Regions from separate parts of the Mus musculus genome. Here all the other regions are linked to region 3. A link is a contact called in public HiChIP or PLAC-seq and promoter capture Hi-C data. All regions are on one chromosome and are shown on one strand. Each heading gives the region's core, a stretch centred on a gene start, on an enhancer-like site or on the middle of the called end of the contact. The rest is flanking DNA. Distances are from core to core; before and after follow the strand shown.

What was found. Promoter capture Hi-C pulls out the DNA fragments that hold promoters and counts their contacts. HiChIP or PLAC-seq counts read pairs in DNA pulled down with a chosen protein or histone mark.
Region 1: a promoter capture Hi-C map of pre-B cells shows a contact between it and region 3. The contact joins the enhancer-like site here to the promoter of Chmp2b in region 3. A contact is called at or near these places in 11 of 39 promoter capture datasets (the 3T3-L1 cell line, the C10 cell line, cranial neural crest and 7 more), 2 of 484 Hi-C or Micro-C datasets (bone marrow-derived macrophages and cortical neurons), 6 of 115 datasets of contacts at active chromatin or transcription factors (bone marrow-derived macrophages, embryonic fibroblasts, embryonic stem cells and 3 more) and 1 of 9 other capture datasets (adipose tissue).
Region 2: a promoter capture Hi-C map of pre-B cells shows a contact between it and region 3. The contact joins the enhancer-like site here to the promoter of Chmp2b in region 3. A contact is called at or near these places in 10 of 39 promoter capture datasets (the 3T3-L1 cell line, the C10 cell line, the HPC-7 cell line and 6 more), 1 of 15 datasets of contacts at CTCF or cohesin (large pre-B cells), 9 of 484 Hi-C or Micro-C datasets (CD4 T cells, the G1E-ER4 cell line, the HPC-5 cell line and 6 more), 23 of 115 datasets of contacts at active chromatin or transcription factors (the 230-238 cell line, the SCID.adh cell line, astrocytes and 17 more) and 4 of 9 other capture datasets (adipose tissue, embryonic stem cells, liver and 1 more).
Region 4: an H3K4me3 HiChIP or PLAC-seq map of pro-B cells shows a contact between it and region 3, with 5 times the contacts expected there. The contact joins the enhancer-like site here to the promoter of Chmp2b in region 3. A contact is called at or near these places in 5 of 39 promoter capture datasets (the C10 cell line, cranial neural crest, hippocampal neurons and 2 more), 5 of 115 datasets of contacts at active chromatin or transcription factors (bone marrow-derived macrophages, embryonic forebrain, embryonic stem cells and 2 more) and 1 of 9 other capture datasets (pancreatic islet).

Annotation. Positions count from the first base shown.
Region 1 is chr16:64,828,105-64,833,801 of GRCm38.p6, forward strand. It overlaps Zfp654 (zinc finger protein 654), which reads right to left. Exons shown (of 9, transcript NM_001347245.1): 2 at 2,360-2,505. Among named protein-coding and RNA genes, the nearest start is that of Zfp654, 21 kb to the right of the region's middle. Within about 2 kb of position 2,412, at least 7 of the 459 cell types and tissues checked have an H3K27ac peak or open chromatin away from gene starts, as enhancers often do.
Region 2 is chr16:64,754,477-64,760,110 of GRCm38.p6, forward strand. No RefSeq gene overlaps it. Among named protein-coding and RNA genes, the nearest start is that of 4930453N24Rik, 14 kb to the right of the region's middle. Within about 2 kb of position 3,700, at least 105 of the 459 cell types and tissues checked have an H3K27ac peak or open chromatin away from gene starts, as enhancers often do. A contact at or near this core is called in the 230-238 cell line, the G1E-ER4 cell line, the HPC-5 cell line and 9 more, where this site is marked.
Region 3 is chr16:65,560,338-65,566,121 of GRCm38.p6, forward strand. Chmp2b (charged multivesicular body protein 2B) reads right to left here and starts at 2,425. Exons shown (of 6, transcript NM_026879.3): 1 at 2,138-2,425. The coding sequence starts at 2,171. It overlaps Gm36457 (predicted gene, 36457), which reads left to right and starts at 2,471. Exons shown (of 2, transcript NR_166048.1): 1 at 2,471-2,525; 2 at 2,630-3,182.
Region 4 is chr16:64,939,463-64,945,723 of GRCm38.p6, forward strand. All of the region lies in intron 2 of Htr1f (5-hydroxytryptamine (serotonin) receptor 1F), which reads right to left. Among named protein-coding and RNA genes, the nearest start is that of Gm33971, 68 kb to the left of the region's middle. Within about 2 kb of position 2,554, at least 73 of the 459 cell types and tissues checked have an H3K27ac peak or open chromatin away from gene starts, as enhancers often do. A contact at or near this core is called in pro-B cells and thymic regulatory T cells, where this site is marked.

The DNA of each region.
Region 1 (5,697 bases), core at 1,162-3,661, 730 kb before region 3:
CAATTCGCTGTATTGGATTTAGAAGATCCTGGAATTAGTTCCAGTTCCAGTGTTTGCTTTCTTATGGTTGAGATACCTAATAAATCCACATCCATACGCATACAAATGCTATTCTCTTACTTTATTTTTACTTAACTAGTTTGAGTAAGAATTTTTGTAGTTATAAACAGAGTCAAAATATAGTTTTCATTCCATTAAGCATCACAAAATATTTTTTAAAAAAATGAAAATTTTAAGATTCCCTTTTTACATTTAAAAACATGATATCTTATATTTCTTTCTCCCACTTTTGAGCATATATAGCTAACGTTTAAAGAATACAATGTCCTTTTTTCTTTGCATTTCTTTTGATACTATTTTTATATTTGAAGTTATAATTTCACTCCCACATAACCTTCCTTGCTCATTCTAGATCAGTCTCTTTTTTCATTAATTGTTACATATACATTTATATATGCACCTGTATAGTAGTATATACATATGTTCCTAAATACATAAGTACAACCTCTCTGTATGTTACATGCATATCTGCATTTCATTTTCTTCAGGAGACGTTCCTGCTATGTAGTCCAGGATGGCTTCAAATTTATGCTTCTTCAGTGTCAGGCTGCTAAGTAATAGGATTACACATATATGCCACCATGGACAGCTTTATAGGCACTCAACTTTGTTTTGATTTGTTTTACTTCCTAGTTAATTTCTTTACCTTTACAGGTCTAGCTTTCTAGCTTTACATTTTAAGGATACTTTTTAAAAATTTAATTTTAGTTTTTTATCTGCATTGGTGTCAGAGTGTCAGATCCCCTGGAATTAGTTACAGACAGTTGTAAGCCATCATGAGGATGTTAGGAATTGAACCTGGGTCTTCTGGAAGAACAACCAGTACTCTTAACCACTGAGCCATCTCTTCAGTCCCTTAACCATACTTCTCAATCTTAACCTTACCTTTGGTATCTTATTATTTCCTTTAATAAACCATCATGTGGTTTGAATGTTACACCTGTTTTCTCAACTCTCTCTTGAAAATGTAATACAATTTAAGGTTGTAATGTTTTGGTTTCTCACATTAACACCATTCTTCTGTTACTTTTTTTTTTCTTCAGTTTTTTCCATTGTATTCTTTCACACTTAAGGCAATCTTGAAATGTGTAGATGATTCTTTAATAACCATTAGTAATTTAAAAATAAGACTACACATAGAAAACTGGGAATCCTATGAGCATGGGTTTTTTTTGATTTATGAACCTTTTAGAGTAATTAAGTCAACAGCTAGCTATTCCAGGAGGAATCTTTCAATAAGAGAATGCAAAGGTCACTACACTAATATCATTTAATTTCTTTAGAAGTAGGAAACAAACCAGGACCCTTAAGCCTGCTGAATGGCCTGACAAAAAACCAAATCTACAAGTAACTCTTTCACCCATATGCTAACAAATAAGGGCAGCTCCTATGGACAATTCACACCTTGCATACTCACAGTCTCTGCCTACTTGTAGACAGGCAAGGAACACAGGCTTCCTTCTACTTGGTTTACTCAGTACACAGTACACTGGTTTGGCTTGGTTTTGGTAGGTTTTGGTTTTTTGGGGTTTTTTTTGGGGGGGAGAGGGGGGTTGGTTTTTCAAGACAGGGTTCCTCTGTGTAGCCCTGGCTGTCCTGGAACTCACTCTGTAAACCAGGCTGGCCTCGAACTCAGAAATCCACCTGCCTCTGCCTCCCAAGTGCTGGGATCAAAGGCGTGGGCCACCACGTCAGGCTCAGTACACTGTTTTTAAACCCACTTTATAACTAAGTATATGCACACCTAAATCAGTAAGAACTTGAGATGTTAATCTTAGAGACTTAACCTGGTACTTTTGTTAAATTTGGCAGTGGATAATTTCACAGCCCAGTGTTGTGCTGAGAGTGTAAAATGAGGCCAAATGCAAACAATAGATAGGTTTGAACTTGCTCGTGCATATTCTATATCCTTTCTGGCTGTCTTGTTATCACTGTTGATCCTTACCTATTTTCTTTTCTCTGTATTTCTTTTACTTTTTTACTATTATTTTAATGGACTCCTAGGAGAGCAAGAAGGAAAAATACAAATGCCCAGTTTATAATTTTCATTCAATGTTATCTACAAGCATTTTTTTTTTTAACTGGGAGTCTCCTCACCTCTTTCTGGAAGGCTTTAAGGTCCATCTCTGCTAACTATCGTGGCCTCAATTAGCATATTCTGAGACGTATCATTTGAATTTGCCAAGACCACTTGGAGAAATGGCAGTTTGGTTTTGAGGGACCACATTAGGAAAGGGTTCTTCCTCAGAAGAAACGCCTAAAGCCCACAATGTGTTGATAAGAACTAAAGAGTACTTACACAGCAAGACTACTCAAAACATACTGTACGTGCTCACACTCGTCTGGGAACGACGCGCTGGCTGACGTGAAACAGCACAGTGCAGTCTGAAGAACCTGAAGCTGTGGCAACGGGACCTGCCAACGTCCAGCGTAATCTTCAACCACCTGAAGAAGAGAGTTTAAAAGCAAATTACTGCCGGGTGGTGGTGGCGCACGCCTTTGATCCCAGCACTTGGGAGGCAGGGGCAGGTGGATTTCTGAGTTCCAGGCCAGCCTGGTCTACAGAGTGAATTCCAGGACAGCCAGGGCTATACAGAGAAACCCTGTCTCAAAAAACAAAAAACAAAAAACAAACAAACAAACAAAAAGCACATTACTATGAAAAATGTTGCCAATTTAAATTTAAAATGCAGATAAAACTTAACAGATATACAAAAACATTAATTCTACATGGATGCACCTGAAGGAAAGGTAAGGAAAAGTGTCCTAATTTTGTAAGAAAAATCTAAAGTTAAAGTTACATTGTTTAAAACACCAAAATAATTTAAAAGTAGATTCTAGAAAGGTAAAAGCCATTTGGAATCTGCAAACAACTTAAACCTCAACATTTTTGGATGCTTAATAAAGCAAGTTCCTCGCTCGACTCATTGCTCCTTAGGTTGATATTTATATAACATGAAGGACTTTCAAGAGCTCTCAGTGTGGTAAGTCTAAACGTTTCCAAAATGGAAGCTGGAATAAATGCCTCTGCACCTTCCCATTCCATGTCATCTTGAATATTATCTATTGTATATGCAGCTATTGATAGATAATTCACTACATCTAAAGACTATTTTTTGCTGGGGTACATAGCTCAGTTGCAGAAATCTGGTCCAAGGTGTATAAAGCTTCAAATTCAATTTCTGGTAGCAACAAAATAAACAAGCAAAATTAAATAAAGATGATTTACTTTACAAACTCATTTGTTAGAATATTATTCATTATGAAACAAAAAGTTACCTACCCACAAGTCTTAGTTTGGTGACCTAAAACCATATAAACAATGCCACAGCCTGTCAAATGCAGTCTCTTGTCTGAATTTGACACCTGATATCTTTTAAGTATTTTCCCAATGGTCTCTAGACCATTGCTCTCTCAAGAGCATACCCTGAACTCAGCCCAAACTACCATACATATTCTTCCTGTACATGATCCAAAATGAACTGTAAGACTATAAGCTAACCTAACTCAAGTCACAATCATTTTCACATCTGTTTGGTCTGAGGATAGTATGGATTTGGGCTTTTCAGTCAGCAAAAATGTTGTATCTTTTTTGCTAATGTCAGAGCTTTCACTCTGCCCATTCACAGTACCAGCCCCAACCATCAGGTATGCACAGCTAGTAGATTAGCATTTACTAGCAGTTCATGTTACCTGAAAATATGCAAGATTTTTTTCATGTCATCATCAAGGTTGTAACCACAAAATAGCACAGACATGTAATAGAACGTGTTCATATCCCCTAGTCGCATATTAAAAATCACTAGTCAATATCTTTTTGGCAAGGCTATTAAACCAGCTAGTAGTATTAAGACTCCCCTATTTCACTATCTAAGAAATGTTTAGAAAAAGAAAAATATATTGAAATTTACATATGTTGAGTCTGCCACATATCTCATAACTATTGCCAATAATACTATTTTTTAAGTAGAAATAACTTAAATTCTTTGGTGGCAAAGAGACAAAGATGCCCTTCTCTTCCCACTGTCAACCATTTATTCAGTAAACGCTTCAGCAAATTTACTCACTATTTGCCATGCTCAACGGTTCCCATAACCCACCTATTTGTAAAACACAAGACTTGCGCATATCTATCAAGGTTTACAGCAACTCTTAAGTTCTAGTCTGTATAAACTTGATTGTTTGCAAAGTGTCCCCCAAAGTCCATCCAAATGTGATTGAAAATTTTTAAATTATTACAGACTCTTCCCAACTTTGGTTTGTAAGGTTTGGTTCTTTTAGATACTAACAGTTGCTAACTTGGAAAAAAAAATTACCTTGTTAGATGAGATATTTGTAATAAAGCAGTTGTATTTGTTCTACCCAAACATCCCCTGCATATATTCACTATATTCACTGACTTAACAAAAGATAGTAAGTTTTCAAAAGAAAGAAGAAAATTAAGCAAAATCATAGGAATGTATTCCATTAAAAAGGAAAGATATCAAAGCTAGCTTCACACATGAAACAAAAGGACTTTGGTGAATCATGAAATAATAAATAAATTAAAATATTGTGTACTGGTTGGTTTTGTGTGTTAACTTGACACAGCTGGAGTTATCACAGAGAAAGGAGCTTCAGTTGGGGAAATGCCTCCATGAGATCCAGCTGTAAGGCATTTTCTCAATTAATGATCAAGGGGGAAAGGCCCCTTGTGGGCAGTGCCATCTCTGGGCTGGTAGTCTTGGGTTCTATAAGAGAGCAGGCTGAGCAAGCCAGGGGAGGCAAGCCAGTAAAGAACATCCCTCCATGGCCTCTTCATCAGCTCCTGCTCCCTGACCTGCTTGAGTTCCAGTCCTGACTTCTTTCAGTGATGAACAGCAATGTGGAAATGTAAGCTGAATAAACTCTTTCCTCCCCAACTTGTTTCTTGGTCATGATGTTTGTGCAGGAATAAAATCCCTAACTAAGATATATTGATTAGATATTAGGCCTGTTTCACAAGAGGGATTTTATGCCTGCTACTGTGAATCTGGTTAAAAGTCTGTGGCTAGGAAGAACATAGGACTTAGAGGGGGAAATTCTTATTTTCTAAATAGCCATGATGTCAAACTGCTTTCTATATGTTTATATCCACAAATCAGAACAAAATGGCTGAGTGCTCAGCTACCTCTCCAATCCAACACTCAGGACATGGAAGAGGGAGCAGAAAGAATGTGAGAGCCAGCATATAGGAAGGAGAACAGTAAACTGTTGACCTCTGGTTATGACATGGATATTACACACAGCAGCCATGGTTTCCTGTACAAGATCTACACAAGATCCAGCACGGATAGAGAGAGACTCCCACACCTACTGGAAGACCTGTTGGCACCTGATGAGGAGAGTCTCCCTCCTTTGAATACTATGGTGCTACAAGAATGCCCATGCCCTAGTAATGGTCCCGCATCATGCATATATGTAACACTAATTAATTGGACTCAGGGAGTCATTAATAAAAATTTTAAAAGAAAAACATGAAGTGGGAGTAAGACTGGATGGGAGGCACTAGAAGGAGTCATAAAGAGATAGTGGTAGTCATATATATAATCATATTGTATAAATGTATGAACTTTTCAAAAAATAAATTTTTAGAAAAAGTAAAATCAAAAATAGACT
Region 2 (5,634 bases), core at 2,450-4,949, 800 kb before region 3:
TATATGTAAGTGCACTATAGCTGTCTTCAGACACACCAGAAGAGGGAATCAGATCTCATTACAGATGGTTGTGAGCCACCATGTGGTTGCTGGGATTTGAACTCAGGACCTTTGGAAGATGAATCAGTGCTCTTAACCACTGAACTATCTCACCAGCCCCTTATATAATTAATTAATTAATTAATTAATTAATATAAAAATTGTTTAATAAAGCAGAACATGGGGTCTCTTGTTTTGTGGTGCTATGCTGGAGTTGGAGTGCATATGCAGACCGACAAGTGCTCTGCTGCTAACTTGCAACTCTTTGAGACAGGACTTCAAAACTATCACAAACTTCAGGACCTTCAGACAGATGTATTTTTTTGTTGGATGACCAATAGGAAGCCAATCCTTTGATGTGGACAGAAAACACTCGGAGAACTGACTTGGCCACAAGATGTCAGTAAATTTCCACATTCTGCTTTGCAATGCTGCGAAGGGGGCTTTCCTTCCAGATGATGCTAAGAGGCATCCTAGACATCTGGTGCTGAGCAAGGAAAGGATAAAGGGCTCTAATTCTTCTTAATACTAAGTGAAAAACTGTGAGCAACCAAGAAGGGATGCAGATGCAAAGAAGAAGCCATCTGCAATATATCTCATGCTATCTGGACCTTTATAAATTTGTTTCTAGTAAAATGGAATCTAGTCTACATGTTTAAATAATTAAAATTTGATGATTTAAAGTTAATACTCAAGAGTGGAAAAACTAGAATTTTTATCAAAATCCTCAGGAAATCAGTAACTTGTGTCAGCAGGACAAATCCATTAATTGGAACAAATTTACTTTAGAAAATAAAATATATCTTCTCATTCAAAATTGACTAAGAAAACCCTAATTTGTTTATATTATAACCCTTCACTTAATCTTTAAATTTTACCTATTCGGGGGAGGGGGGTTGTTTACAGTTTCAGAGGCAAAAGTCAGCATTTGGATGGCTCTAGTGCACAGGCCAGTGATGAGGCAGAACATCTATGGTGGGAAGTAAATAACAGATCAAAGCTATCACATCATGACCAGAAAACATAGAGAGAGCTCACTTTTATAGGCCTTTTTCCTAGAACTCACTAAGCCATGAGTCCAAACATAAATTAGTCCATTCATGAGATCAGAATCTTCACAAGAGCCCAAACTTTGGCCATTTTTTTCATAGTAGACATTAGGAGATATTGACAATCTAAGCCATAATCTTCCACCCCAATTTAAAAAGGCTCGCATACCTCTCACAATACAAGATACCTTCAGTCTATCTGCAATTGTTTTCCTTGACTTGGTACCAGCATTGCTCAAAAGTCTGAAGTCTTCTGAAACATTGGCAAATTTTCTCTCCTCTATTTTTTTAAGTTACCACACAAAGGCATGCATTTATTTCCTTATAGAATCTTCATACATGTATGTCATTGAACTGTGTTCTGATCCCTCTCCTCCAGTGCCCCTACTCTCATGTCGAGGAAGTGGTCCCCTGCCTCCCACTAAGAGGTTCTGCTCTTCTGTCATTAGCATCACATTACTCTCTTTTGTCCCCCTTCATCTCTTGCTTAGCTTTGAGATCTCTTCCTCTCATCCCATGGTCCCCTTTCAGACACACATGCAGTGAGGAAGGCAGAGAGAGAGATAGAGAATGAAATTGTACATATGAGAAAAAAATGGCATATTTGTCTTTCTGAAGCTGGCTCATTTTACTTAATGTAATGATCTCCAGTTGCACCTGTTTTTCTGCCAATCTCCTGCATGATCTAAAATGTTTTCATGGCTTCATAAAACTTCATTGTGCATACGTATACGTATTTTCTTTATCCATTCATCTGCTGGTAATATATAATCCTGTTCCATTTCTTTGGTAATGAGAATAGTCAGAAATAGGCATGGACCAGCAATATTTCTGTGGTACGTTGACTTAGAGTCTTTTGGGTATTTATATGTAGGAGCTGAATAGCTTAGTCATGTAGTCGTTATTTTTAGTATTTTGAGGAACCTACACCGACTTCCCTAGTGGCTACACCAGTTTTCATTCCTATTTACCCACGTGGATGCTGTCACCATTAGAGGTAGCTCAGTTACTCATGGTGGCATATGAGATTTATTGGGTATTACTGCGATCAGATGGTTGATTATATATTCCCCCAATACCCATGAAAAACAAAAGTCACGATATCAGAGTGTAGACTAAATTCTTAGGAAAGAAAGAGAGGAATGATGGGAATGATGTCAATAATCAAGAAAGAGGTGAGGGGGGCCATGGTGGCACACAACTTTAAACCCACCATGCAGGAGGCAGGAGCAGGAGCATCTCTGTGAGTTTGAGGCTAGCCTGGTCTACAAAGTGAGTTGCAAGTTCTAGGACAGCCAGGGATACACAGTGAAACCCTGTCTTTTCGGGGGTAGGGGGGAGGCTCAAAGAACAAAACATAAACTTTTTAAAAAATGTAAAACTGCAATTCTTAGTCTTTGTTGGGAAGAAAACCCCGAAGCCCCAAATACGAAACAAGTCAGGACAGTACAATTGGCCTTGGTGACAGCAGACTGGAGGGTCTAGTAACAGGAAATAGAACACACACACACACACACATCTGTTCTGGCAACCTTAAATTTGGTGGTGGAAGTCGGTCTGTGCGCCCCTCATCCTGGATGGAGGATCAGAACTCGAGACATCCACTTCATCAGTCCTCACATCAGAGACTGCTGTGGGAAGGCCCAGTGTCTGACAGTGAGCGATGCTGGAGAACAATCCTGAGACACCCCACAGACTGTCAAGGTGGAAAAGAGCTAAAGCAAACTAAGACAAGAGGACACGGGGGCTGGGTGTAAAGCTTCTTCAACCCTTTTTTCTCGCTCAGTCATTGAGGTCAGAGGTACAGGTCTGCTCATGTCACGGGCAACCGTGTTGAGGAGTGGCAGTTCTAGAGTAGGTATGTCTCTGTGGGCATAGACTTAAGACCCTCAGTCTAGCTGCCTGGATGCCAGTCTTCTCCTAACAGCCTTCAGATGAAGATGTACAACTCTCAGTTCTTCCTGTACCATGCCTTGATGATAATGGACTGAACCTCTGAACCTGTAAGCCAACCCCAGTTAAATGTCCTCAAAAGAGTTGCCTTGGTCATGGTATCTGTTCACAGCAGTAAAACCCTGACGAAGACAGCCTCCTTTCTGTATGGAGCAGCTTATTGGACGGCCAGGGTCTGAAAGCAGGAAGAGTTCTGGCTCACTCAGTCAGCATGCCCTGCTGCAGAAAGGGATGTAATCAAGTGACACCCTTTAACTAGTTGTGCCACACCTGAGTGCATGCGGCCAGAGGCCTCTTGAGCAAGTGGAAACACGCCTAGTTCATGGGCCTTTGAAGGCTTGAAGAGTTGGCAGTTATTCCTGGAATGCAAAGAAGGCTTCTAGAGTGAATGCCGTCCTGCCGCTGACAATATACGTTCCAAAACAAACTACTATTGTGTGTTCAGTGGTGTGTGTGTGTCCATGTGTCTGTCTCTCTGTCACTCTGTGTGTGTGTGTGTGTGTGTGTGTGTGTGTGTGTGTGTGTGTGTGAGAGAGAGAGAGAGAGAGAGAGAGAGAGAGAGAGGATGTGGTTTTAAAAGAGAGAGAGAGAGAGAATGTGGTTTTAAATAAACCCCAACAGTTTCTGCAGTACACAAAACACCAAGATGATGGTGAAGAGACCAGAAGAAGATATCAGGTTCCCTGGAGCTACAGTGGTAGGCAATTTTGAAAGCTAGGAACCAAACTCTAGTCCTTCACACGAGCCTCAAATGCTCTTAACTACTGAGCCACCTCTCTGGCTCCTCCTTTCTCATTTTCACTCAATCCAAGATTCCAGCCATGATAGGTAGTCAAATTATTAGCTAACTAGCCAGACAATACATTTAATAAAAAGAAGTCAATGGACAGCAGAAGCTGCTGCAACATGGCTGATCTGTCAGTCGCTCCAACGGCCCTGAAATAACAAACTGCTGGCCTCTCGGAAGTCTTCTGGAGTCAGGTTTCTCAGGTAACTCTATAAAGTTTGGCTTTCTTAGTAATCAATCTATGTAAATATTTTTTACTACAGGCCGTCTCTTTCAATAATATGGTCACCTATGTACAGGAAAAGAAACAAATCTATCCATAGATAGCCTTAGATGGTCTCTCAGTCTGCCTGTCAGTTAGCTCCAGAGAGTACTCTTTCTTAACAGCCACAGTATTTGGATGTGGTTTTAAATAAACCCCAACAGTTTCTGCAGTAGGCAAACCACCGAGATGACGGTGAAGAGATAAGCAGCTCTGTAGAACTGAACTGTTTGTACAAGAGCCACATAACCTCATAGTCTTAAAATAACCGGCTCTTCAAGACAGCACTTTGTTCATTCATGTGCCACTTACACAAGGTATCTAAGAGTGGAGAAAATCCTTCACTAAATATTTTCCCCAAATATTCTGTAATATATTTGTAATACTCAAAATATTTCCCCAAAGAAATGTGTTCAGTCTCTACCCTGATCCTTCCCTCTATAAACAGGTAGTGGGGGGCGGGAGTATGACTTCCTGCCTAGTTTTTCCTCCAGCATTGTAACTCAAGAAAACCAAATTTACTTCTATTCACTTCAACAATGAGCCACTATGCTGACCTTCTATATCCGCAGTTACCCACCCTTTTAAGAAAGGGAAGTGCTGGTTGGTTTTATTTACCTATCATCTTCAGGATTGCTGAAGCCTGCATTGTATCATTAGAGAAAGGTCATGGTCCTACGGGACCATGGGCCATTTTAGTCTACACTAAAACATATTTCCTTTTACATAGTCTTGTTTTCTATACTTCTGTGTTCTCAAAGAAAAGTGGAACAGGAAATTTAAGTCTTTTTATTCTCATGTGTAACATACTCATGTCAAATAATGACTCATCTCAGGAATGTTGTTGGAAATTTTGAAGGACCTCAAGAACACAAGTCAGGACTGCTCTTCCACACTGGCTCTCAGTAATGCTATGTCCTAAAGGCTTCTTTGTATGTGTACTAGTGTATGTGTGTATTTGTGTCATGTGCCTGTCCTGTGGTCATGGAAGCCAAAAGAGGACATCAGGTCTCCTGAAACATGAGTGCTAAGAATCCATATCCTGTTGTAGCAGCAAGAGCTCTGAACTCCCGAGCTACCTCTTTTGCCTTCACTGTTTTCTTGATGATAAAACAGCTCCAATAGTTTCTGCTTTCCCTAATAAACTTCTAGCAAGTAACTTATGGCTTACTAAAATTCTGTAAGATGCTTCTAAATTTTGTTTCATCTACCTGGCATGGTGCCCGAGAAAATAATTACCTGTTGAAATTAATTTACCAGTGAAGTCAATGTGCTTTAAAAATAAAGCAGCTGGAGGATGTGGAAGAATGATGAGACATGTCATCATCGGGACATGACATGGCCGGTGTGCTCATGAACTCACTGCACCTACGGCTGCCTATGTAAGAGCAAGCCAACAGATCAGTGGGCACTGCAACAGACATCCTTAACTGGACTGAGAGTTACAAACGGTGGGGAGGGAGACATGGTAGGACAGTGAGCATATACTGGAGGAACCTGGGAGAAGTAGGCAAGGAGAGTGGGTGGATATGGTCAAGCTTCCA
Region 3 (5,784 bases), core at 1,175-3,674:
AAAGTCAGCACACAGTAAAAGATCTTATGATCAATAACGTGCCCCAGGAACTGAGAGAAATGCATAAAAATACATTAAATTTCATTACGTGCCAGCTCATTATGAGAGGAGTGCTGTTGCCTTTTATACAAAACAAGAGCCCTTCCCTTTAACAAGGAGAACAAACATCAGTAAAGCCCTGAAGTAATCCACAGTTAAGGCACCAGTAAATGATCTAAACTAACATGATAATTGAAGAAAATGTCAAGTCTGCAAATTGGACCTGGGGTCCAAATTTACATTCAGAAATGTCACACACAAGATGTTTAATTTAGTGGTATAGTACCTAGCAAAAGTCCTTAAGACTTTTTTTTTAACCCCTAGACAATTCTGTTCAGAAGGAAAAAAAAATCTTATTATTAGGACTAAGCCAAGTGCAAATGAGTGTGCAGTCCTACACTTCCCTGAACATCCTCATTGTCTTTTCCTCTCTCCCCTAAACTTCAAGGATAAGTAACTGGGTGGCTAAAAATACCAGAAAGCACAAAACCAAGGTCTGTCTTGACATTAAGCAATTAAAACTAGAATATCTGGATTTTACTGTTAAAAAATGCTTTCAAATTGTGGCAACAGGGTGAAAAAGAAGCCCAGTTTTTCTGTGCTCAGTAAATTCTCATTATCACTATATAAAGTTATAATATATATATATATATATACACAAATATATATATATATAATTATTACAATATAAAACTTAGGCAACAAGGAGATGACTATTTCCTACCCCAAGAGGGAGTAGAATACAGTATTACAATACTGTACAGAATACTAGTACAGAAATACACACACACACACACACACACACACACACAATCCAAACTATCATGGTAATGATTAAACAATACTCTCAGGAAATTCCAGAAAACACCCACTTCAGGTAACTGTATTATACCACATAGCAAGTTAGTAGCTAATTCCAGAGGCTGAAAATGGTGCTTCTCAATTAGTAAAAAGTCAACATAGTGAAAACAAAAAACAAAAAAAAAAAACAAAAAACAAAAATTTAAAAAGTCACTCAGAAGAAGCAAAACTGCACTCTGCTGTCTTACAAATGAGGGATAAAATGGCATCCTGTGTGGAAATGAAAGGCCATGTAGCAGGGTAGAGATGGTGTCTTTGTTATCCTCCCCCCAAATCTGGCACTAGAACAGTGAACACAAAGAAATGAAGGAGTTACCCCAACTCAGGGCTGAGCTCTGGGTTTGTACCAATCACAGTCTAGCTGCCCCTGCTCCTTGTGTGGCTGGGCTAGACCCTTCCTTACAAAGGAATGATTATTTGGCTGAAGCAACAGCAACCTGGGCTCGACATGCAATGAAAAGCAATTTTTAGATTACTTGGTGGGAATGTAATACCTGGGACAGCCGCGTATAACATACACACTACAGCACAGCCTGTGAATGCTACCAAACTTGTACATTCCAATACGTCCAGTATTTCCCTCATCACAAGATGGCACTAAGCCACCTGAAACAATGTGTTTTTAAAAACGCGAACTTCTATGAAAATTACACCACCCTCACTTTCGTTGACAGAAGATAACCATAAAGGAAAAATCTGCACTATGCAAAAACTATACCGGGACCCTTCCCTTGGGCTTAGGTTTTTCTGCTGGAGTCTTTCTTACGTGTAACGCTAGGTGTTTGTAAAAATACAGCCAGCCTGGCCCCAAGTTTATTTCCTAAGTGGGCCCGCTGTGACCTCCTGCCTTGTCCCCTAGTAAACACACATCCCTTTCGGATGTCAGGAAGTGCGGCGTCTTCACGGAAGGAGCAGCCAACGAGCAGGGAAAAAAACTACCATGAAATTCATCAACTCGCCAAGTCTAATGACACCCGAGAGCCAGCACTGGTCTGCCTCCCTAGAAAGCTCAGAAATCCTCTCCGGAGTGGGGCGGGCGAGGGTGGGGGGAGAAAAACGAGGGTGGGGTGAGGGCAGTCAGGAGGGCGAGCCGGCCAGGTAAGCCAGTGGAGCCGGAGTCACGCAGCCATGGTCACCTGTGGGGCCTCCGACACGGGCCCACCTCGGGGGACAGCACCCGATCCGAGGCCGGAGCTCCCCAGAGACCCCGGGCGGGTGAGCCTGGCCCCGAACTCACCGTCCACAGTCTTCTTCTTGAAGAGGGAGGCCATGGTGAGCGGCCGCGCCCGGGCGGCCCAGCTCGGCCCGGTTCGGTCCGGCCCGGTTCTGGGAACAGGACCGGTAGAAGGACGGATCCCGGAGAAGCCTGGCAGCGGCGGGAGGAGGAGGACGGGGTCTCCAAGCTCGACCTGCGGCGGGCGTGGCTCCGCGAGGCTCCCGAGAACGCGTCCTGGGTGCTCAGGTGACCGGGAACTAAGACACTTTTTTGGAGAAGTCACTTCTAGGCGGCGCGTGCGCAGTCTGCGAGCACGCCTGCGCACTGCGCCTCTGAAGCCGCAGCGGTGCCCTCACTTCAAAGGCTGCCCGCTCTTCCCTGCTTTCCGTTGCGACCCGTCCGGACCTAGGTTGGCAAGGCTGGCGGCGCGTGAGTCTGCAAGATGCTCGCTTGGTTTCTGTGCTGACCTCGGGCAAGAGTGAAACCTGATCCACGCCTTCCTTGTTGTTCCAGGTTGTTGGAATTAGGGATCCTGGGGATGTGTGGTGGACTGCGGACCTGAGACTGATTGACAGTAGGACTCCCAAGCGATCAATGCAAAGGCCTTAGGGGATGCCCTGCTAGGCTTGTCCCAGGTGATCTTCCCAGACTGCCCTGATGCTACCTGACTCCTGGCTGCCTCTTGCGGGACCCATCTTCACCTACCACCCGGTTTCTGGTGTTTCCACCAGCCTGCTTCTGTCCCTGGGGATCTGGGGTTCAGAGATTGTCCAGGAGAGGAGTGACAAGCGAATTCTAATGCCACACTATTGTTTAATGCTCCTGACTTGGAACAAGAAAGGCTGCTGATACTTGTGTTCTTGCTTAGAACCCAACTTGTTTAGGTGTCACATAAATGCGGAGGAAAAGACACACAGTCACACACCAAAAAATGGCTGCACAGTGAATCTATGAAATTGCTACATAGCACTTGGTTGATATTTAATACCAAAAGTCTCCATACCCTGTAAAAAGGACAGTCATTTAAGTTCTTGACTGTATAAAATAAATATGGAAATCATAATCATTCATGACTATGTATACATCTTCCTGATTAATGTATTATTTCTATTTACAATCATAATTATGTCTTGAACATATTCCCCTGCGAATCCCCTGTTTAGCAGCAATGCCTTTCATGGGATTACAAAGCAAAACAGTGACAGGCAGGGGGAGCATTTAATCCCAGCACTTTGAAGGCAAAAAAGGTAGGCAGATCGCTGTGAGTTCGAGGCCAGACTGATCTACATAGAGAGTTCCAGAATAGTCAAGGCTACACAGACAAACCCAGTCTCGAAACAACTACTACAAAAACAAAGATACCAAAATTGCTGAACCCCGAGATGTGTTATTCAATGGTAGAACTTATGATTATATGTCTGGCCCTGGTTCAATTATTAGTACTTAATAGTAGGAGTAGTAATAGCATTTTTTTCATAGATATGACTTCAAATGCCAGGGTCACTCTAAAACGTTACTATGATTCATTTTAGGATCATAATAATGTTTTTCAAGAATGTTTAAGCTTTGGGGATCGATCATTAGATTTGCTTTTTTTTTAACCTCATAAGATATCAAAACCCATGAGAACACTGATAACCCTGCTGCTACAGCTACTATTAGTGAAACTTAGCCAAGAGTTTGTTAATAAAACTTTTTGAGAACAGCAAGAGTAAGCAAGGTACAGTTATCTCCCTCAAGTTATTTAGTCACTTTTAGGAGGTGAAGTAAACAAGATTAGAATTATAGTGGGGGAGACAGGAACTGTAGCCAGGGTGTGGCTTTTTTTTCATGGAAAAATCATAACAACAACAACAACAACAACAACAAAGCTTGCCCTAGCTGCCCAAAGTAATGAATGTCATAGAGCCGTGCTTGCGATGCATGAGAGGCAATAAGCTGCCAGTGCATAGGGCTCTCCCTCCTCCCTGCCGCAGTCACCCTTGTTTTATTACTCCTAAGCGATCCCCCCCACTGACCCAATTGTAACAGTTGGGAAAATGCCAAGCACTTAGCAGCAACCATATGGAAGACCCTGCAAAAGTGCACAGCGGGAGTTAAAGACAGGGCTTGCTCATTACAATAAAGATAAAATAGAAATATGTACAACCGAAGCTCAGCACTCTAACAGCTTGCTGCTCCCATAGTTTGAAACCGTCTGATATCCACTTGATACGTCTCAGTCTGGCTGGCATCCATTCTATTTAGTTGATGGCCAAACTCAAACTCAACCCAGACATAGTGTGCATATGACTCATTATATAAAGAGTAAGGTCTAGTTAAACACAGCTGAGGGTTAGGGCACTAACAAGCTTTAAGCTGAAACGAGATCTTCTTTATTTTACCTCACCATGGTCGTATACAATCTGTTAAATCAACAAGACAAATAGTTAAACATAGTGTGTAGCAGAATTTAATACTGTTCTTTAAGTCTCTTTAAGAAACAGTAACAGTATCCTATTATGTTTTCCTTATGGCCCAACATTGTTCCTTCAAGTTGCTCAGACAGTGAAAACTATACAGTTTATACCTTGTTATGTGTTGGGGATATCCCAGGAAGAAGAACAGATATGTGGCCTGTGCCCTTTACCTTCTTTCCTTGCTAGTTCTTTATCTTCTCACTGCCTTGGGAAGGAGGTCAGCTTCTGACTCAGCATAGAGGTCATAAAACCACACCTATTGTAAAGTGGAATGACTCTATGTACTACACTGAGTTCCTTGCCACTGCTGAGTTCAAGAAATAGATCGTTGTACACTGGTTTCCTTTAATAAATAAATTCCTCATCAGAATATGAACTAAAGTGCCTTTAGAATGTGGAGTAGTAAAACTTAGCTTAGATAAATATATCTTCTTTCATAGACTACAGATAATACCACACTGTGTTTGCTTTACTTTGAATACAGTGAGGCCAATAAGACACAGCTGTCCTCCAATTTGAATGATTTGGTTTGGGCAGTCTTCATTGTTGTTGTGTTTGCTTCATTTTCCTTTGTTCATTCTGAGACAGGATTTTATGTGGCACAGGCTGGCCTTGAAATGGCTAGGTAGTCTCCCAACGTCTGATCGCATGCTTCATTGTTTGAGTGGTTGGATTTTGGACATAGAGGCATTTTATGTGGTATGGAGATCTTTCCCAGGACTTCATTCATACCATGAAACCACTCTACCAAGGGAGCTAGCTCCAGCCTTCTGTTCTGCTTCCTAACCACCTCTCTCATTTGCTTTCTTCCAGCCTTACTGCCTCTGCCAGTTTCAGAATAGTAGATTTCAATGTGATTTCAATGTGAATCAGATCATGTTATTCTGTTTTTTTTCAAAGGAGGAGGAGGTGAAGGAGATGGAGGAGATGGTGGTTGTCATGGTGGTGGTAGTGGCAGTGGTGGAGGAGGAGGAGGAAAATGAGGAGAAGGATGCATGCAATGATTAATTTTGACTGTATACTAGAGCTAAAATTGCTTAGACTAAAATCTCTGTGTAGGGTTATGTAAATTACTTTAGGCTTCCAAGACAGCTGTGAAAGATAATCTAGGCTAGATTAGGTGCTTGGCATTCTTGTTGAGATTATACAGATGAAGTTAATAGAGATAGGAAAACTAACCTTATTTGTGGGTGGACCATTCCAAGGGTT
Region 4 (6,261 bases), core at 1,304-3,803, 620 kb before region 3:
TATTAGATTTGCATCCTTATTGGATTAGCATGTTCATGCTGAATGTTGAATGCCGCTATCCTAAGAAGCTACCAAATATTATGAGTTCCCAAACAGGCTCTCATTTTTATCTGTTTACAAAAACCCCAACAGGCTACAAATAACAGGAAATATTTGTGAACAAATGAGAGGAAACACCACCTGTTACTTCCCCTTTCTTTCTTTCTCCTTTTTTTTCCTTTTTTTTTTTCAAGACAAGGTTTCTCTGTGTAGCCCTGGCTGTCCTGGAACTAACTTTGTAGACCAGGCTGACCTTGAACTCAGAAATCTGCCTGCCTCTGCCTCCCAAGTGATGGGATTAAAGACGTGCATCACCACCGCCCGAATCCCCTTTCCTTTTTGTCTCCATGCATGTTAATACCCGAAAGGGGAAAAATATCACCATTCATACTTCTATTCAATGTATGTCTTTTTACAATGCAATTTGTATATTTAGCATATTGAGTCTGCCATGTTTAACAAGCTAAAATCCTTCAGAATGTTAAGTTAAAACTGAATTTTAAGTAAGGAATGAACAATGGACATGATTACATAGGCTGTGCCTATCCCGACAAAAATAAATATTGCTAATAAGAAATTGAAAGTTAAGTTGGTTTCTTTTTAAATCTGGCAGGCCTATGCCTATTACCACAATTGCTAAGATTTGGATAAATTTTACACTCCTTCTCTGGCTTTCTCTCCTTGTTATACGATTTCCTTTATTCCCCATTTTTAAAAGTAAAACCTGAACAATAGTGTATTTATTTATGTAAGTCTATGAAGTGCAGAGAATATTTTTTTTGTCTTAACATACTAGAGAATGTACTTACATTAAATTATATAACAAAAGTATTTCTAAGCACAAGCAGCTACAATTATGTTGGCATTCTCAATAATGACTTTCTAATTTAGCATTTCATCCCAGAATTTCTTTAAAATCTGTGATGACTTTTAGGTTCTCTTTATTCATGAGAGTTTGTCTGGAGACAGGCTTTCTTCCACTAATAATAAAAAAAAACAAGTATTTTGTTGTTGCTTATTTACTGTATTTTATTTTGTTGAGACAAGGTTTAACTCTGCAGCTCAAGCTGTCTAGAACTTACAATGTAACTGAAGCTGGCCTTGAATCTGTGGAGATAGGAAGAACAAGTCAAATTTGGATTAGTTTGATCTTCTCAATACATTTTAGCTATTTTTTTTTTTTTGAGACAGGGTTTCTCTGTATATCTATGTCTATGCTGGAACTCACTCTATTGACCAGGCTGGTCTCAAACTCACACAGATCTGCCTGTCTTTGCCTCCCGAGTGTTGGCTGGGATTAAAGGGGTGTGCTGCCACTACCCAGATAATTTTGGCTAGTTATTGAGAATATTATTGTTAGGGTCTGAATCTGAAGTATCCCTTGCAGATTTATATTTTGAGTGCTTGTTCTCCAGCTGGTGGATTTGGGAGGCTGTGGGATTCTCAGATGGGACCTTTATAGATAGGGCATGGTGCGTATCCTTAGCTGTGTCTAGTCTGGTTCCATCTGCTTGCCTTGTATACGGAAACCCTTCTCTCTAGACTTGGCATCCCGAATGGAGCTGCCCTCCACAGCTTCTCTGGAGTGGTGGACTGAAATCTTCTGAAACCGAGTGTTCCCAAAAGTTGTCTTTCTTACTGATATGAGAGTCAGTAATGATGTAATTTACCAGAATATCTCTGCTTCTCAGATTTGGGCTAGTTGGGACCTTTGTAGGTTCGTGTTATTCAGACACAATGATGAAAGGCTGAGCTGAAGGTGTTCCTTAGTTGCAGAACTCGTGTTCCAGAGGCATGGAAGGGCCAGTAGGGTAAAACTCTTGCCTCAGGAACGAGAGACTATCTGGAACTGTGCTAATGAGATAGGAAGAATGATCTTTCCCTTTTGTGAGACAATATACTTTTCCTTCCCAGAATTCCTGCCTCCAGCACAATTAGCTTAGAGGGTCTCAGCCTAGCAGCTGCCTCTTTTGGGGAATTACGCAAAAACAATGCAGCTTTTCCTTTTGTTATTTATTGATCTGTTAATTTTAAAAATCTCGCTTTTAAGCACGCTTTTTGTAACACTTTGGTCCTCCTTACCGTTTACTGAAGCATTCTTCCTTGCCATGTAACTGCTTTGTTCTCTATGTGGCTAACCCCTCTATGTAAGCTAACTCAAAGGGCATGGCTTTCTCTCTTCCTCGTCCCCACCTTGTCTCCCTCTTCTGGACAGCTGCTTAGATTTACTACAGCTTGTCTGGTTTGCACAAAGAAACAAGCTCCTAGACCTTAATAGGCATCCAGATCTTAGAACAACCGATGCCATGATAGAGGGCCTTGGAATCCAGTAGGTAGGCTAAAGGCCAAAATGGGGATAAAGCCCAAGCCAAAGATTCCAGGATGTCACTGGGGAAGTCCTGGAATAAAAAGTCCCTAAATGTACTAACCGTGCTTTTTGGCTTCTGTAGTTCTACTTCCTGTTAACTATTCTTTCTAGTCAAAGTGTGTCAACAAGGATGTGGTTTCTGTGTATGAAAAGCCAAGAGCTGTAAGGCTTCGGGCTGAGGATTTGGGCTGGTTCCTCATGCAGCTATGAGCTAGCAAAGGAAGACTATTTATTTATTTATTTATTTATTTATTTATTTATTTAAGGGATATGAGTACGGCACCATTACTCTCTTCAGACACATCAGAAGAGGGCATCAGACTCCATTATAGATGATTGTGAGCCACCTTGTGGTTGCTGGGAATTGAACTCAGGACCTCTGGAAGAGCAGTCGGTGCTCTTAACCACTGTGCCATCTCTCCTGCCCCAATGATGACTTTCTATCCAGTTTTAAGAGTATCTGTGTAGTTGTCTCTGGGGAGTTTACCATGTTACATTAACATAGCAATTAAGTCAAGCCAGAACTATTTCAACATCGGTCAGAGCTAATCCCTGTGTTTATGTGGCAGACACACTGACTAGAAAGAGGCTTCACTCCATCTTCCTGGGTAGTTCCAGGGCCTTCATACCTTCCTCAAGTGTGAACATTCCTATCTGCTGACTCTGATGGTACTTTTTAGCTGTGGACGGAAGCATCCATTTGGTCCTAAGCTTATACAAGTAGGAAACATAAGCATGATTTTGGTGATGTGTGAAGAATCTTTACCATGAGTGAGCCTTGATTATATGCTTGATGTGAGGGCCCAAAGAACCCCATGGAACAGATTCCAGAAGCTGTGTCTGGATTTGTAATTTCTGTGCATTTTTCAGGTCTTCAGAAAATTTCACCTATAGTAGGATACCTTCACAGGTCTGGAGGAGTCCCATCTCAGTCCCTCCCTCCAACCAGTTCCAGGGGAAGAATAGATCAGACTTAACATTTGAGATTCCATTTGAATCCATTCTTAAACTCGTTTACCAATGAGGCTAAAGGCTCCAAGAGAGGTCCCCAGTTTCCATGGTAACAGCTACAACAAATTATTTTTCTCTGTTTTTCTTTCAGAGGGGTCACAGCCTACTGCCTTTTCCTAATTGATGAGACCACACACACTTGTAGTACCAGTTGCTTTTGTGAGACACAGAGTTCTGAAAAATAACTTTTGGAGATGCTACAAAGGTTCCAGGTACTTCATGTTTAGTATACACATTCTCCTGGTAATAGTTAAGAACTGCCTACCCCAGTATCAGTCATGCCACGGCAGGAGTACAGATTTCAAATGGTTCATTCTCTTTATGCATATGTTAATTAAATTTAATAAAACTCAGGAACAAGCAGAGAAGGAAACACTGGAAATAATCTGTCATGTGGTGCACTAGAATGGTAAGAGCAATCACACAGAGGCTTTATAGAAATTATTCATATGTCTTTTTTATAATCCCCATAATAAATGTTATTATATCCTCTTACAGTTGAGAAAAGAGAGGCTCAGAGGGTCTTGCGATCCATTTATTGTTCCATACCCAGTTAAAGTAGCACAACTGAGATTCAATACTGGTAGGCTGTGCAGGCTTCTGACCCAACCCATATTCTTTATTTAGAAAAAAGCCATTTAAAATCAGTTTCTTTACCTCTCGGAAGGAACCAGTAATGATTCTTTTCTTTATTTCCCACAGGGATGCCTACTGTTTCTTGATACTTGAATGACTACTTTCTGTCATGCATCTAGGATGTTTTCCAAACTATCAATTGGTTACCACCCACAGGGGTAGGGGAGTCTCAGGATGGGTGGACAGCAGCTGCTCTCAGATTGCTGCCTGACACTAGCACTCCCTGGGGGGACTTTTAAAATGTTGGTGTCTGCTTCCCAGTTCTGGAAATTCTGATGCAACTCATCTGGGGCATGGCAAGGACATTGACAGATTTTTGGTTCTACCTTAAGTGAGTTTTTAATGTGAAGCCATGCTGGGAACACGTAAAACAGACACATAAATATTTGCATAGAGAAGTAACACAGATGAGTCGTCGATGCTAGTTATTTATTTTCGGTGAATTTACTTTGTGAAAATAGCTGCTGGATCAAGAATTTTTTTTTTTCAGATGGAACCTGAGCAAGTTAAAACTTGCTCGTGTCTCCTATTTAAAGGATGTTTGTGGTCAGTCAGGGTATCGTGCTGCAAACATGTACTTATTTCATTAGCTAGGTTGCTGAGTCTTTCCTATTTAATATATAAAACTCATAATCCTTGTAGAAACTGTGGTGGTCTCACGTCACATTCCTGAACAGATTTAATTATTCTACAAGGAAACCACATTATCAAAACAGCATGAAATAGCCTCAGATCAGTATCTGAAATCATTTTATGAATACTTAAGAAAAAACCTTCCTGTATTTGCTCTCCTGTCCCTGACCCTGTTGAAGTCTCACAAAGTGAACCTCAGCATTCTTTTAGTGCGGCCACAATACTACTTAATTTTGGAAATTAACTTTCTGAAGTATGAAAAGTAGAAGAAAAAAAGAAGTCTTTGCTAGATTTGTTCTAGAAACAATGTATTATAATCTTGCTTTAAAAGAAAACATTAAAGTGACAAAGGGGAGAGTGGCAATGGGCTGTAGGCTATAAACAGTACCAAGATGTCAGGCGTCAGCACCAAAAGGATGCAGGAAACCAAGATGCACTTAGATGTGGAGGAGCTTGCAAAACTTAATATACATGTAGTATGACAGTGGCGGTCTTGTTGAGGTCTCCCCATACTAGAGTTTAGGTACTATTGCCTTTCCTAAGAAAGATGAAAGAATTAGCAGATCTCAGGCATTAAAGATTAGACCAAATCAGAATGCAGAACTCCTGTAGTAACCATGATATGCCATTGCTTTCTTTGTAATGGTAATATTTTAAGCTTGAGTTACTAACAGAATGGTTATGTAAGAATACATATACACACATAGATACACACATCCCATATATCTCAAGTGAATACTCAGGATGAGGTATCAAGTTGAAAAATTTGTGCTTAGATAGCTCATTTGGTAAACTATGATTAGCTGGAGGAAATATTTGTTAAGCAGAACATGAACCTGAGATTCTGTAGAAAGTTCAGAACTGGTAAGATTTGGGTATCAAATCCATGGAGGTGGTATAAAGTCTTGATAGCTAAAACAAAGGAGGAGATGAAAAGCAAGAAGTTTTAACACTGTGTACTATGTGTGCACCTATCTGTTTGTGAAGCAGATAGCGCACAAGCTCATTGCACAGAGAGAAAGTAATACAACAAAGAGAATATGTCATTGAAACCCATGAAAGAAAATGTGTTCAGTCTTGATCAGCAGTATCAGCAACAGCAGAGATGCAATAAACTACGGTATTAGTGTAGAGATGGTGGGCTTGGCTACTAGGAAGTCATTAACAGTCTTCTTTGGAATGACTTTGACATCAACGTTGGGCTGAGATAAAGTCTGTGTGAGCTCATATGGAAAGAAAAGTGTTTAGAGGAGGTGTTGTTTTTGAAATGCTTCCTATGGGCCATCCACGATATTTTAAAATGAGAACAATTCTACCGGGGGACTCAGTGTTCTCAAGGGTACACAGAGAAAAAGGAAATGAGAGTGCCTACAAGACAGTAAAAGCTTTACATTTGTTTCAGCGAATGATAGCACAATTAGACAAAACTAAACAAAACTGACAGAGATGTTTCTTTAAAGAGATCAAAAAAAAAGGGACAAAATTCTCACAAGGTCAATTAAGAAAATAAAGGATGAGACTATATTAGCAGAATCATCAATGAATGGGTCTCCATACACATTATACCAACAGGA